Linked DNA regions of Rattus norvegicus: region 2 is linked to region 1. Evidence: chromatin contacts called from public Hi-C data. All regions are on one chromosome and are shown on one strand. The core of a region is the stretch at or near the end of the contact, and the rest is flanking DNA. Distances in the headings are between cores, read along the strand shown.

Region 1 (6,389 bases), core at 2,020-4,519:
AATAGACTCAGTCCAATGTAGGCAGCAGGAAAAGAAGCGAAAAGTGGGAGATAAAGCATTAATTCCCAGATAATTTAAATACATGGGCACAAATTTTGCAAACAATGCAAAGCATCCCATGAACAGCAAACCTCAGGTGCTTGACTGTAAGGCATAAGGAAGCTCTAAAGCAAATAACTTCACAGAAGATCGGAGGAGGGTTTTAATTATTCAATTAAATATATTTCATTAAACCTTTGAGAATGTCATATCTACATATACTGTATTTCGATTGTATTTACCATGATCCCTCCCTTCTAACTTCTCTTAGTTCCATTTCCCTCACCCATCTTATTTTCTTGTGTTCTCTTTTCTTAGGTAGTGGGATTTATTTAACCAATATATTCATGGGTGTGGTGTGGGACCATTTAGTGAAGCAGGTTTAACCTACCAAGGGCCACACCCTTAAATAAAACTGTCACTACTCCAGCAGTCATCAACTCTTAATAATGAGTCAGCAGTGAGGGGGGCTCGTGGTGCCTTCCCTGATTCATACCAGGATTGATTTTGTGCAGGTCTTGTATGGGGAACCGTATCTCCGATGAGTTCATGAGTGTAGTGGTCCTGTCATACCTAGAAGATGCTGTTCTGTTCTAAGCCTTCTGCCTATTACAGTCTTCCACCTTATCTTCCTCAATGGTCATCGAGAGTGTGATAGATGTCACATTTGTAGATGAGCCCTCCACAGACACTCTGACCAGCTATGAGCTTCTGGGTTCACTGCTACCCACTACACGAAGAATCTTCTCTGCTAATATATGATAGCAGCGCTAATCTATGGATACTGAGATCAAAATTCAGATGGCAGTTTGATGCTATGTTCACCTAGCAAAAATTTTATCCCAGTGGTGGGTAAACTTTCTAACCATGGGCTCTTGGCCAGAATTACCAGGTGTATGTTTCTTTCAGTACAATGAGACTTAAATACAATCAGAATGCAATACAATACAATTAAACACAATATAATTTCTTGTGTCACGGAAGATATCAAGAATACTAATAAATTTTCTTTATATGAGAGTTTCTATGTAACCCTCAACTACTATGGGCTTTTTTTTTATCCTACCAAAACTCCTTAGCAAGAAACAGACTAAGTGGTGATGGTTCTGTTCAAATCACAAATACCCTTGCAAAGGCCAGCAGGTCTCTGCTCAAAGCACAGTGTTTTTGAGTCAGAAATTTCATGGTACCTAAGTTCTGCAGAAGTGAAAGGAGTCCATTTGATATTCATTGCTTGAGTGTGGTCTAACTCACGCGTAACACAAGGAATTTAAAGCAAGCACCCTTTCTACACTACTTTAGAGCCGAGAATGTTAACCCTAATGCTACTACACAAAGTATGTGTAGTTCTGAGTATCTCCTATCCTCACTCCTCACTCAGAACTCTTAAGAAATTATGAAGAAGCCATCTTGCTGCCTTTGGAGGCCTGGCGAACAGGACTTCTGAAAAAAAGCAAGTATGTCTGGAAGGCTGTGGTGCAAGGCCATTTTTTCTGGCTACAAGAGAGGTCTCCAGAACCAAAGAGAGCACACAGCTCTTCTTAAAATTGAAGGCGATTATGCCTGAGATGAAACTGAGTTCTTCCTAGGTAGGAGATGTGCTTATGTGCACAAAACAAAACAAAACAAACAAAAAACAAACAAAAAAACAAAAACCAAACAAACAAAAAAAACAAAAACAAAAACAAACAAACAAAAAACAATACAGTGACTCCTGGAAGCAAACCAAACCAAACCAGAGTGATCTGGGGAAAAGTAACTCGGGCCCATGGAAACAGTGGTATGGTTCATGCCTAATTCTGAAGCAACCTTCCTGGAAAGGTCATTGGATACAGGATCCATGTGACACTGTACCCATCCCGGATTTTAACTAATAGAGAGTAAATAAGTAAAAGTAGATTTGTGAAAAAAAAGGAAAAGAAATGATGAAGAGAACAAATTGAGCATAAAAATGAAGGAAAACTATGCATACTTAGAATGATATTTAGAATGAGTGCATGCAAACAGAAGGCTTGATTAGTAATGAAGCGTTTTTTGTTTGTTTTATGGGTGCAAGAGTTTGCTTGCATGTGTGCCTGTGTATCATGTATTTGCTGGCATGTGTGCCTGTGTATCATGTGCATGCAGTACCCACAAAAGTAGTCAGAGTCCTTTGAATTGGAATTACAGGTATTTGTTAGCCATTTTGTGAGTGTAATGAATTAAATCAAGGTCGTCTGCAAGACCTCTGCTCTTACCTGCTGAGCCAGCTCTCCAACTCTAGTGAGGACTTTTTAAAGGATCCATGCCAGAATAGAGTTGTTAGGACAAAGAATACATTTTATAAAATATCACTACTTCTGACATACTTCTTAGAGGTAATCATCAAGTTGTCACTCCAAGAGAGTCAGGTCCTAATGACAGTGTCTATATATCATTTATCATGTTCAAGAAATTACACTAAACTCTCCAGAACTCTGACAACCCATCTTTGAGGCAATCACTATCAACAAATCCATTTGTTCTTTTCATAAGCTCCTGAGGTAAAGTAACCCCTGTAGTGGTCTGATGGACATTCTGTAACGGTAAGCCCAATAGATATTTGCTGAGCCAGTGAGTCTTGGTTTTAGCAGACTTTGCAAGCAGATTCAAGTTTCTGGTGTTCTGAACAATGAGCCACAAGGAAAGAGTAATGCTTTGGGAGTTCTGACATAATGGGATTATATGTGTCTTGGTGTGCTCAATTCCCTACTATGATCATCCCCCTCTGGGTGAGAAGACAGCCTTGGAACAAATGTCCTAGCGAACGTCCCCTTCCTGACACTGACCTTCTGAGTGTATTTCAGTTCTGGTTTTGGCTTTAGGGTTCTTGTCTATATAAGGCTTATCACCCTCAGCCAGTTCAGGCTGGCTGAACGCAATGTCCAGTAGAGGGCTCCCCAGGAGACTGATTTGGCCCGGCGGTCCTTTTGGCTCCCTCTATTGGCAGAGACAATCAGTCAGACAGGTCCACTCTGTTCTTTTCAGCTATTCCAGAACTCAGTCCCCGAAGATTTCTTTTCTTTCTTTTTTTTTGTTTTTTCTTTTTAATTTTTTTAATCAGACAACTCCAGTGGATTATTAGTTTCCTAGGACTTTTATAACAATAGACTGCAAACTGGTGTCTGCAGATAATAGAACACCATCCGTTCGTTCATGGTTCTGAGGCCAGCATGTCAATCAGTGTGCAGACAGCAATGTGTTCCAGCTATAGACTCTCATGGAGAATCTTTCCTTGCAGGGCTCAACTCTTGGTGGCTCTCCATGTTCCTTGGCTTGTGACTTCACAACTCCAATTTCTTCCTCTGGCTTCTCATGGCCTCTCTTATTTTCTAAGTATAATTTCTACCATTGAACTTAGGGACAGTTTGGATGATTCATGTTGATCTCCTCCCAAGACCCTTGACTTCTTTATCTCTGCTAAAAGACCTCTCTAGACACAAGGCCAAGTCCGTGGCTTTCATGTGTAGGTATGTGTCAGTGAGGCCACTCCTCAGCTCTACAGCACTTGAATTTAACTTGGACATCTTAAAAGGTAAGTCTTTTTTTCCTTTGACATTTGATGTTCTGAAAATGTATTTTAGAAGTATGTTCTTACCTTAATTTGTATCGATATTCTCTGTAGTCACTTTATCTTGTTAATTCTATTAGCGTGTCATGTAGATCTGTGTTTCTTAGCCAAACTAACATTAACATTTAGGACTAGGTAATGGTTTCATTTAGAAGATCACCTTCCTCACTAAACGTGTTTCATTAAATCTCTTGCCTCAACCAAATGCTAGTAGCACATCTTCCAACTGTGCCACAGAAAGGTCTCCCAAATTTGCCAAATATCCCCAAACTCAGAGCGCTCTTCACTGTGACCCATTGATCCATCTTAACCATGTTTCCAAAATAAGACTATTAGAAATTATTTTAGGAATGAAAATTCACATGTTTTATTTATTAGGACAAGACTAAAGCCATTAAAATGTGATTAAAAATGTTTTATTTCACTCCAGGCATGAAACATGGAAACAGTGTCCTAGCTTCGATATAATGGCTTTAGATGGTCCAGTCTACATTCCCTCACCAAGTGACAAGGAAAACATTTAGTTTACAACAAGGTCTCCAATTTATCTGTCTTCATGTTCAAGAACAGAAAAAGAAATTACACATTTCACACATTTCATCCAGAAAGGAGAAAATGAATTCTTTTTGTAAGAGGACTCAATGGGGAATATTATATACATATTTATGTGTGTGGACTGCACATCTGTGCATGTGCATGTATGTATGTGTGTATGTATAATTGCGAAATAAAACTGCAAGAAAAGTTTTTATACTTAAAATTATAAATACCAGCTATGAATCTTAACAAATGCTGAATACTTTGCGTGCATGTACCTAAGTGTGTCACATATACCTCTGGTGTCTCTAGAGTACGAAAGAAGGTGGTGGATTCCTTGGGACCAAAGACTGCCAGCTTCCAAATAGGTGCTGGGAAGGAAACTGTGTCCTGTGTAAAAGCAGCAAGTATTCCTAACTGATGAGCCAGCCCTCTAGCCTACTTCTAATATTGTTAAATAGCCCAGGTTATGTTACGTGTCAGCCAAAACCTCTATGAAAACAAAATTCCGATTGTTTTCAACTTAGATGAAAACAATAACTTTAGATGATAATATTCAACCCAAATAATATGAAATTTTGAGGAATGGTCTTTGAAAGCTATTAACTTATTTTGTTTAGAGGTATAAAGTTATCAGAGCATACTGGACAGAATTATGGATAGGTTAGTTCAATGGCCAGGATAGAATCCCGATCCTGCCATTTACAGGCTACAGGACTTACTATAGTGGGAATATCATTAGTATCTGCCTGAGTAGGTGCTGTAAGAATACAAGAGTTAATGCCTATAAAGCCTGACTAGCAAGTTCATCACATTGTGAGGGCTCAATAAGGAAGCCTAGAGCTGTCCTCCCTTCCATTTCACACCCTCATTAATCTTCTACCTAAAGACGTCAATGTCCTAACGTCCTGAGCCAAATAGACTCTAACTCCTTCTACTCTGCTCCCAAAGGAAAATGTGTGATCTCTGGACATCCTCTCGACACCACACATTTTATCCCCTCTTGTGTCTTTATCGCCTTTGGGGATCATATCATTCCACTCTGTTCCCCAAGTTTTATTTCAATCATTATTTACTACTAGTATGTGTTAAAGCATATTGACAATAAATGAAAATGAATTACATTAGCACTGAGGAAGAATTTAATTTTGTCATTATACAGTTAATGGAAAGAAAAGGTGTGTGGTATGAAAATACAATTGACAAACAGAAATGTCCCTCATGAAAGCAGATTGATACTAAAGACAATAATAAATTCTACAGATATTTTCTTTGATTGATCTTCTTCATATGAATATTAATTCTGAATGCACTTTTAGGGTGGGGTTTGATGGTTAATATCTTAATTTAAACTTTCTTATCAACATGAATGGGGAAACTATTTTCTCTGTTAAGTATTGATGAGTAATAGATATAATGCATTTCTATTGTAAATGTTATTGGTGATGTATTGAAAAGGAATCTGAATTTATCTTCTTCTAACTCATGAGAGACTAAGCAAAAGCACAAATACTATATAGAAAATTGCAATTAAAGTATTGGTCAGAACTCTGATTAGTTATTTATCATAGTGAGGCAGCAACTGGCAAACCTAGAGAGAGAGCCCATGAAATATTTTTTATTAATTAAGGGAAAAAGGTTGGCCATCAAAATTTTAAGATTGAATTAATAAAGTGTCCTAAATCAGACAAGCAAATTTAAATACTTTCTAATAATCCTTGACTGATTTGAGGCTTCTGGCTAGAAGATGTTGCAACGTGATTACTGAAGTAGAGAGGAGACAGACAAGAGACAAAATGTTGTGAAGTTTCACGTGATTGGAGTGGTAAGTTCCCCTCTGTGTACAGAAAAGTACACACGGCTATGTGTACTCTTAATGTCTGTTGTTCCGCTCAAAGCTGGAGAAAGGTTGAGGGATCCATGCACACCAATGTTCTCACCTTTTTAAACCCAATGTTCTTTCCAACTAAGCTTCTCTGGTTTTAAAAATGATTCAGGAATCGCATCAGAGGGTAAAAGTGAGCCTTCAAGCCTGATGGGCTAAGTTTGATCACCACAGTCAATGCAAGAAGGAAAGAACTGACACTAGTTCCCTCTGCCCTGAGTATGCATGCTATGGCATATGTAAGTGCACACTCATGCACACATACAGAATAAGTGAATAAATGACTATCAAATAATCAATGCCTGCATTTAAAATCATCCCCACACGTGATACACTTTA
Region 2 (6,389 bases), core at 2,158-4,657, 74 kb after region 1:
CCGTTCATAAATGATCTTCAGAGATTGGGAATTGAATGTTAAATATTTAAGTTCTTAAATATTTATCATATTTAACCTATTAAATGTACTACTGAATAGAAGATACATCACATATGCATATACTATAGTATGATCTGTAGATATAAATGTTAATTTTGAAAATTTTGAATAATTAGTTGATTAGTCAATTAAATTAAACTTCTGCTTCTTAATTTCTCTAGTCCATATAATATAACATTAACAAATTCTAGAAAGTAGACTGTTTGGTGAACCAGTACTGTGCCGACCTCCAGGATGGTTTGGGCCTATAATACTTCCCAAAGCAGAGCTTAGACAGTGGTGGGGTATCTGACAGGGGTGGGGATGAGTCAGAATTCCAGATAAGCTCCAAAAATTGCACTTATCCCAAGAATAACTACAGTTTTCTTGGCAGAGGGCAGCATGCAAGGGCACCAGTGGAACAAAAGCAGAGTCACCCACCAACAAAATGAGCAACAACACAAAATAATGGCCATCGCAAACAGGACTGAGGGGTTTGCCTGTCTTTGTGAAATAAGGCAAATTAAGCTTTATCTAGCTTGTCGGATGGATGGATGGATGGATGGATGGATGGATGGATGGATGGATGGATGGAAAAATGGATAAATGGATGGATGGATGGGTGTGCAGGTGGATAGATAGATTAATGGAACAAGTTTCATCAATTGTACTGAATGCCTTCCTAATTAGATGAGAACTCAGATAGAGGTTAACAAAAGACTCTCGTATGTTCTTATTTCCAGGTAAACCTGCAGGTGCTCAAACTCCTTGTATATTATCTAGACTGCAGACATTCAATAAGTTTCCTTTCTACCTTCCTCTCTCTGCCTAATAGTATGTCATTCTTTCTGAAAAGCATGCTTCAGCATTTCTGAGCTGGCATTAAAGATCACCCCAAATGCTAACACTATGTCAGCCACGTTCACTGTTCCAACTCTATTACCAAGTATTAACTTTTACTTGTTATTATTTCCAGCATAATTACAATAATGTGTGTTTCCTGTTACTGAATATTTCTTATGATGCATTCTGTCTTGAAAGGCTTTTCCCACCATTTCTATAACTCTAAATCCCCAGCCAAGGACATTTGCCAGAGCTAATTTTTATCATTCTGCCAAACTTTCACTTTTGATTCTTCTGACAGCTTTTCCAATGACATTGCCTTCTGAATCTCTATAAAATTGTTACATTTTTCTCTGAACTTCCCTGGGTTCTGATTTTCAAAAGTTTATATGACTTCACTTCTCCAAATATGAGTCTTCATGCACACATAGAGAACAAAAATGTCACTCCTCCATAGCCATGCATTGCCAAGGGTATGAGAGCTGGCCTCATCCCTCAAGTGAGCAGCTTGGGAGAGCTAGCCCTGAGGACATGACAGAGCAGGACCTTACCTTGCCTGGGCAGCACAGCAGAGCTGACACTGAGGAAGTGGGTGAGGCTGAGCTAATCCTGAGGGCCAGAGCTGGAGAGTGAGAGAACAGTCCCCCATTCCTTGCTGGTTGTAGCACTTGGGAGAACCGGAAGGGCCAGTGCTGGAAACCTTGCTCTGATGGTGTAAATGTGGGAAAGCTGGCCCGAAAGGCATAAGCATGGGGTAATTGGTCTGCCCCTTGCCAGCTGTTACAGGCAGGAGGGCTGTGCTAGCCACTCACCTGGGCAAAGTCAGAGAGCTGGCACTGGTGGTGACCAACTCAACTGGCACCCAAGCCCAGATCCAGGGTTATGAGTCAGCTCAACCCAACACCTACCCCATCTATGAACTACTGGAGCAAGTGAGGGGGCAGATCCTGCAGATCTAAAGCTTCAGGATCTCGATGACACAGGGCAACAACAGGATATCAGAGAGGAGTCCCAGTGAGGATCCAGCATTAAGTATGTAGCAGAGGCCAGAGGCCCAGAACCAGAACAGTGACTCACTGCAATGAACATTTACAACTAAAGCTGTCTGGTCCAAAGGGTATACTGTGTGACAAACTGTGACACACTGCAGATTCATGACAAGATAATTTTGTGAGTTTTGTTTGTTTTGTTTGGGAGATTACAAAGGCAGGCAGAGGGGCAGGGAGATGACTGGGATTGGGGTGCATGATCAAAGAATGAATAATAAGATTAAAGATGTCTACTCTGCAACATTTGAGAAACGAATGGTTGTGTATGTATTTACATAGCCCATACACATATTATGTGCATACGTGTTTGTGAGCACATATACCATTGTCTGAGTTTAGCTTTTCACTGTCACCACTTAAGAAGTAGATATTTTAGCTGGTGTATATGTTATCCTTAAAATATTTGATAAACAGTAGAAGCCACAAGGATCCACGCAAGACCTTTGCTTGCCTTTTCCCCAAGATAGGACACAAAACTTGGTAAAGAGTTTTTTACTTTCCCCCAAAACAGGAAGTAGGATACTTCTGTGTGAGGCCCACTTCCTATAGCCAGCATGAAAAACAATACTTGTCTTTGAAAATGCCAGGACCCAAGAAAGGGGATGAGTGAAGAGAACCAGTACCATCCCCCTGTCCATTCTCTTTAAACTCATGCTCTTCTTCCTACCATGCTCCTCTCCTATATCTACTTCTTCATCGATTCCCCCCACTAAGAAGTACACAATTTGAACATTAGAACATGGCTTTAATCCCAGAACTGGGAAAGAAGAGACAGGTAGATAGATCTCTGTAAATTCAAGGCCAGCCTGGACTACATAACAGGATAGCCAGTGTTAAATAGGGAGACACTGCAACAAAACAAACAAACAAAAGAGAAGAACACAGGTGTATACATTTTAAGGGTGTCCATTTTAGGGGTAAGGTGACTTCAATTCCTTCAGAAGTCTGTTAGATACCATAAATCTGAATGTAGCTGTATGCATACTTGTATACATGCCATCATTTAACTCATGTTAATTACTTAATATACACGACTGCATCATTCCATCTATTTTAATCTGCTAAAGGAATGAAATGGCCAGATATTAAGTTCTTCAAAAAAGAATAAGGGTTCAGGTCACTAGAGGCTTGTAGCCACCAGCCTTCTTGACCTTCACTGTCTTTCCTGTAGCCTGTAGCCTTCGCCTTTTGAATTGCCATTGAAGACCACAAGAGTATGTAGTTCAAAGTGCTTTTAATGCCACAACGGCCATTTGTATCTGTCTGTTCCATGACCTTAGGCATCTCAGTCACCACAGGAGCCAAGTCCAATCCACAGACATGGGCATGCCTTAGAAAATCACACTAGTTAATTTTATAGTCTGCTTCACTCTTTCCTTTGTCATTCCAGGCTCATACTTTATTATGACTTATCAGAGATACATATTGCCTTTTCCAAAGAAGAGAGAGTCCTCTAGTGGCTGCAGTAAGATCTGTTGTGTAGCCCTCAGAAGAGAAGAGTCAGTAGAGGGAGCCTTTTAATTTCTAAGAGCTATGAGAGTTGATGATCTGGGAGGAGCAAGAAATGATGTGCAGCAGTAAAAGACACAGGGAACTATGACATGATGGCACGCATCCAAGACTTCTCATTCCAATGCTGGCGGCAGTCAGGGGATTTGATGAAGCCTTGGAGACTTACAGATGTGAACCACTGACTTATCAAGATCTCCCTGATTATCATTAATGATTTATTACAGTTTCCTCCTCCTTGTTCTCTCAGATCATTTCTCACCTATCCACACTGCTTTTGGGCCCCACCTGTGCCTCGCCTACAACTGTCAGATCCGCATGGAGATTTCCTTTGCATAATCCTAACTGGAAGTAGCTAAGACAGAGCCATTTAGCATTATGTTTAGAGAGAGAGAGAGAGAGAGAGAGAGAGAGAGAGAGAGAGAGAGAGAGAGAGAGAGAGAGTGTCAAGAAAATGCATTTGCATTTCTGGTTTCCTGCTTTTTTCCTTTTTTCCTTTTCTTTTTATTTGTTAGATGGAGAGAGGAGAGAGGAAGATCATGGGGTCATTTTTCTCTCTTTAATTCTAATGAAGCAGCTGGAGAGATCAAAAAATCATTGTGCATAGTCAAAACCAATTAGAGGGAGAATACTAGCAACCTGCAATTATCCATATTTTTAAAAAGCGATGCCAGAGATTTAATTGGATAAATAAAAGTCTGCCTATATTCCAGTAACAATTTGCCTCGTAACCCCACTGTAGACACTTTTCCAAAGAAACTACTGTGTTTATTTTTGGAGTCTTGCTCAGTTAAACCTAAGCGCATGCTTTCAACACCGTGGCCAGATGGAAGGCTTTAAGGATGAGGTGAGAGGCCTGAATCCTATGGTTAGTGCCCAAAGTGACAATCCAAAGTAGAAAATAAAATGTGCCTACATTCTCAGGGCCTTTGTGAGGCAACAGAGCCAATCCAAGTGCCCTGAAGAAAAGAGGAACCAAATGGAATGAATGAAAATAATCACTTATCTAAGAACCACAGTCACTGCTTAAAGAGCATTGTTCCGATGCTGTGGTGATGAATCATTTTGGGAATCAAAGTGTTGCAACACATACTGCCTTTCAATACAAGTGGGCCACACAATGGCCATGTTCCACTTCAAACTATGGGTCCCTGGGCAGTCTACAGGACGGAATGTTCCCCTACCACCATGTATTATGTCATTCTGGAACTGTCACGCCTCTCCAATTCATGAGCACTCTACCCAGAAAGTGTCACTTTGGCGTAAGGATTATTTTGAGGAAATAAACAAACAAAAAACAAAATCACTGACAAACAATAGAAGCAGGAACCCTCTACATCAAAGAACAAGTTTTCTCCTCCAAAAACATTGGAATTTCTGGGGTTTGTTTGTTTGTTATTTTTTTTTACTAAGGAAGCCACCATTCTCCTTCCCTAACCAAACCTAGAGACACAGGCCTATAATCTGAGCACTGAGACAGGAGGATCCCAAGTTTAAAGTCTGTTTGGGCTACAGATCTCTCTCTCTCTCTCTCTCTCTCTCTCTCTCTCTCTCTCTCTCTCCCTCTCCCTCTCCCTCTCCCTCTCCCTCTCCCTCTCCCTCTCCCTCTCCCTCTCTCCTTCTCTCTCTCTCCCTCTCTTTCTCTCTCATCTTAGGAAGAGAAAAACTTTTAACAACTCTGAGCCACGGAGATTGTGCTGACTTGAATCTGCATAAAAAAGTGAACTAAAGCATCTATGTCCTTTGTTTTCCATACCTTTCCTGGCTATTTTCCCATATTTTTCTCCCACCCTAAAAGCCTAAATTCTACTGACCCATTTAACCCTTTGAGTTTTGCATCTGTGATCACTCCTGCATGCACATGTAATACATGGGCTAACACCAAAATAAACTTCTGCTCTGAGGGCTCACTGGTGAGGAATATTTACTGCCCTTCCGAAGAACCCTGGTCCAGTTCCTCAAAGCTCAAATACATCTATAGCTGCAGTGGTTGTGACACACTCTGCACATCCACATGTGTGGTATACATACAGTCACTCAGACACCCATTACATACATTAAGTAAATGTTTAAAATAAATAAACTTTTAGTTTAGTTTTTTTTTCTTATGACTCTGGCATTGGTTTGTGTCTTGTTTCTGGTTTCAGATAGGAACTCATGTATCCCATTCTAGTTCTAGCTTGCTGTGTGGCTGAAGATGATTTTGAATGGGATACCACATCCCCTTTTTGTAGCTCTTGGGAGCAAGCCCAGGGATTCCTGAACACCAGGCGCACAAGCCACCAGACATGCTACAACTCCAACTCTGGCCGTGGCTGGTCTAATTTATGAGATGGACAACTGCTGAGATCAAGCTACTTGAACTCAGTTCAGACTGCAGACAAGAATATCTTTTCATTAAAAGCTTGGCTTTACCCTAGGAGACTACATTTTACAAGAAGCTCTTGTCTCCATTTTAAGGGAAAGTAAGAACTACAGAGTGAGCGTTGGTGGAACCTATACCTATAGTGTCTCTCAGGTACCACCCATCTAGCACAGACTGCTAAATGACTTTTCCCTGTGAATAGAAAAGGAGGTACCCCGCAAGTTTATTAGGATGAAGTAAAACTGTGGGAGTACACAGGTATATTAAAATTATATCAGAGAAACCAGGCCCAAAAAATTATCAGACATGCTAGATCAAGGAAAAAACAGAAAGTGATAGACACCTAACACTGATGGCATTGTCCCCACATTTAATTATCATCTGACACCTAGTGTGTGTGTGTGTGTGTGTGTGGTGGGGGGGGGGGGAGACCAAGAATCAGAGGATTTTCCAAATATCCCTATAGCTTCAGCTTAGCTCAAACCTGACCTGCTGACACAGCCTAGTCCATCTCCCAGCTGGTTCACTCATCTGGACCTGGACTTGAGTCTGCTGTGTCCAGTTCTTGGGCCTTCTTCAGTCTG

What was found. Hi-C and Micro-C count contacts between places; a contact is called where the count stands out from the background.
Region 2: a Hi-C map of the A7r5 cell line shows a contact between it and region 1, with 4 times the contacts expected there. The contact joins two enhancer-like sites. A contact is called at or near these places in 4 of 12 Hi-C or Micro-C datasets (the A7r5 cell line, the Rat2 cell line, Schwann cells and 1 more).

What each region holds. Positions count from the first base shown.
Region 1 is chr11:28,879,027-28,885,415 of GRCr8, forward strand. No RefSeq gene overlaps it. Among named protein-coding and RNA genes, the nearest start is that of Usp25, 210 kb to the right of the region's middle. Within about 2 kb of position 3,270, at least 2 of the 93 cell types and tissues checked have an H3K27ac peak or open chromatin away from gene starts, as enhancers often do.
Region 2 is chr11:28,952,699-28,959,087 of GRCr8, forward strand. No RefSeq gene overlaps it. Among named protein-coding and RNA genes, the nearest start is that of Usp25, 130 kb to the right of the region's middle. Within about 2 kb of position 3,408, at least 3 of the 93 cell types and tissues checked have an H3K27ac peak or open chromatin away from gene starts, as enhancers often do.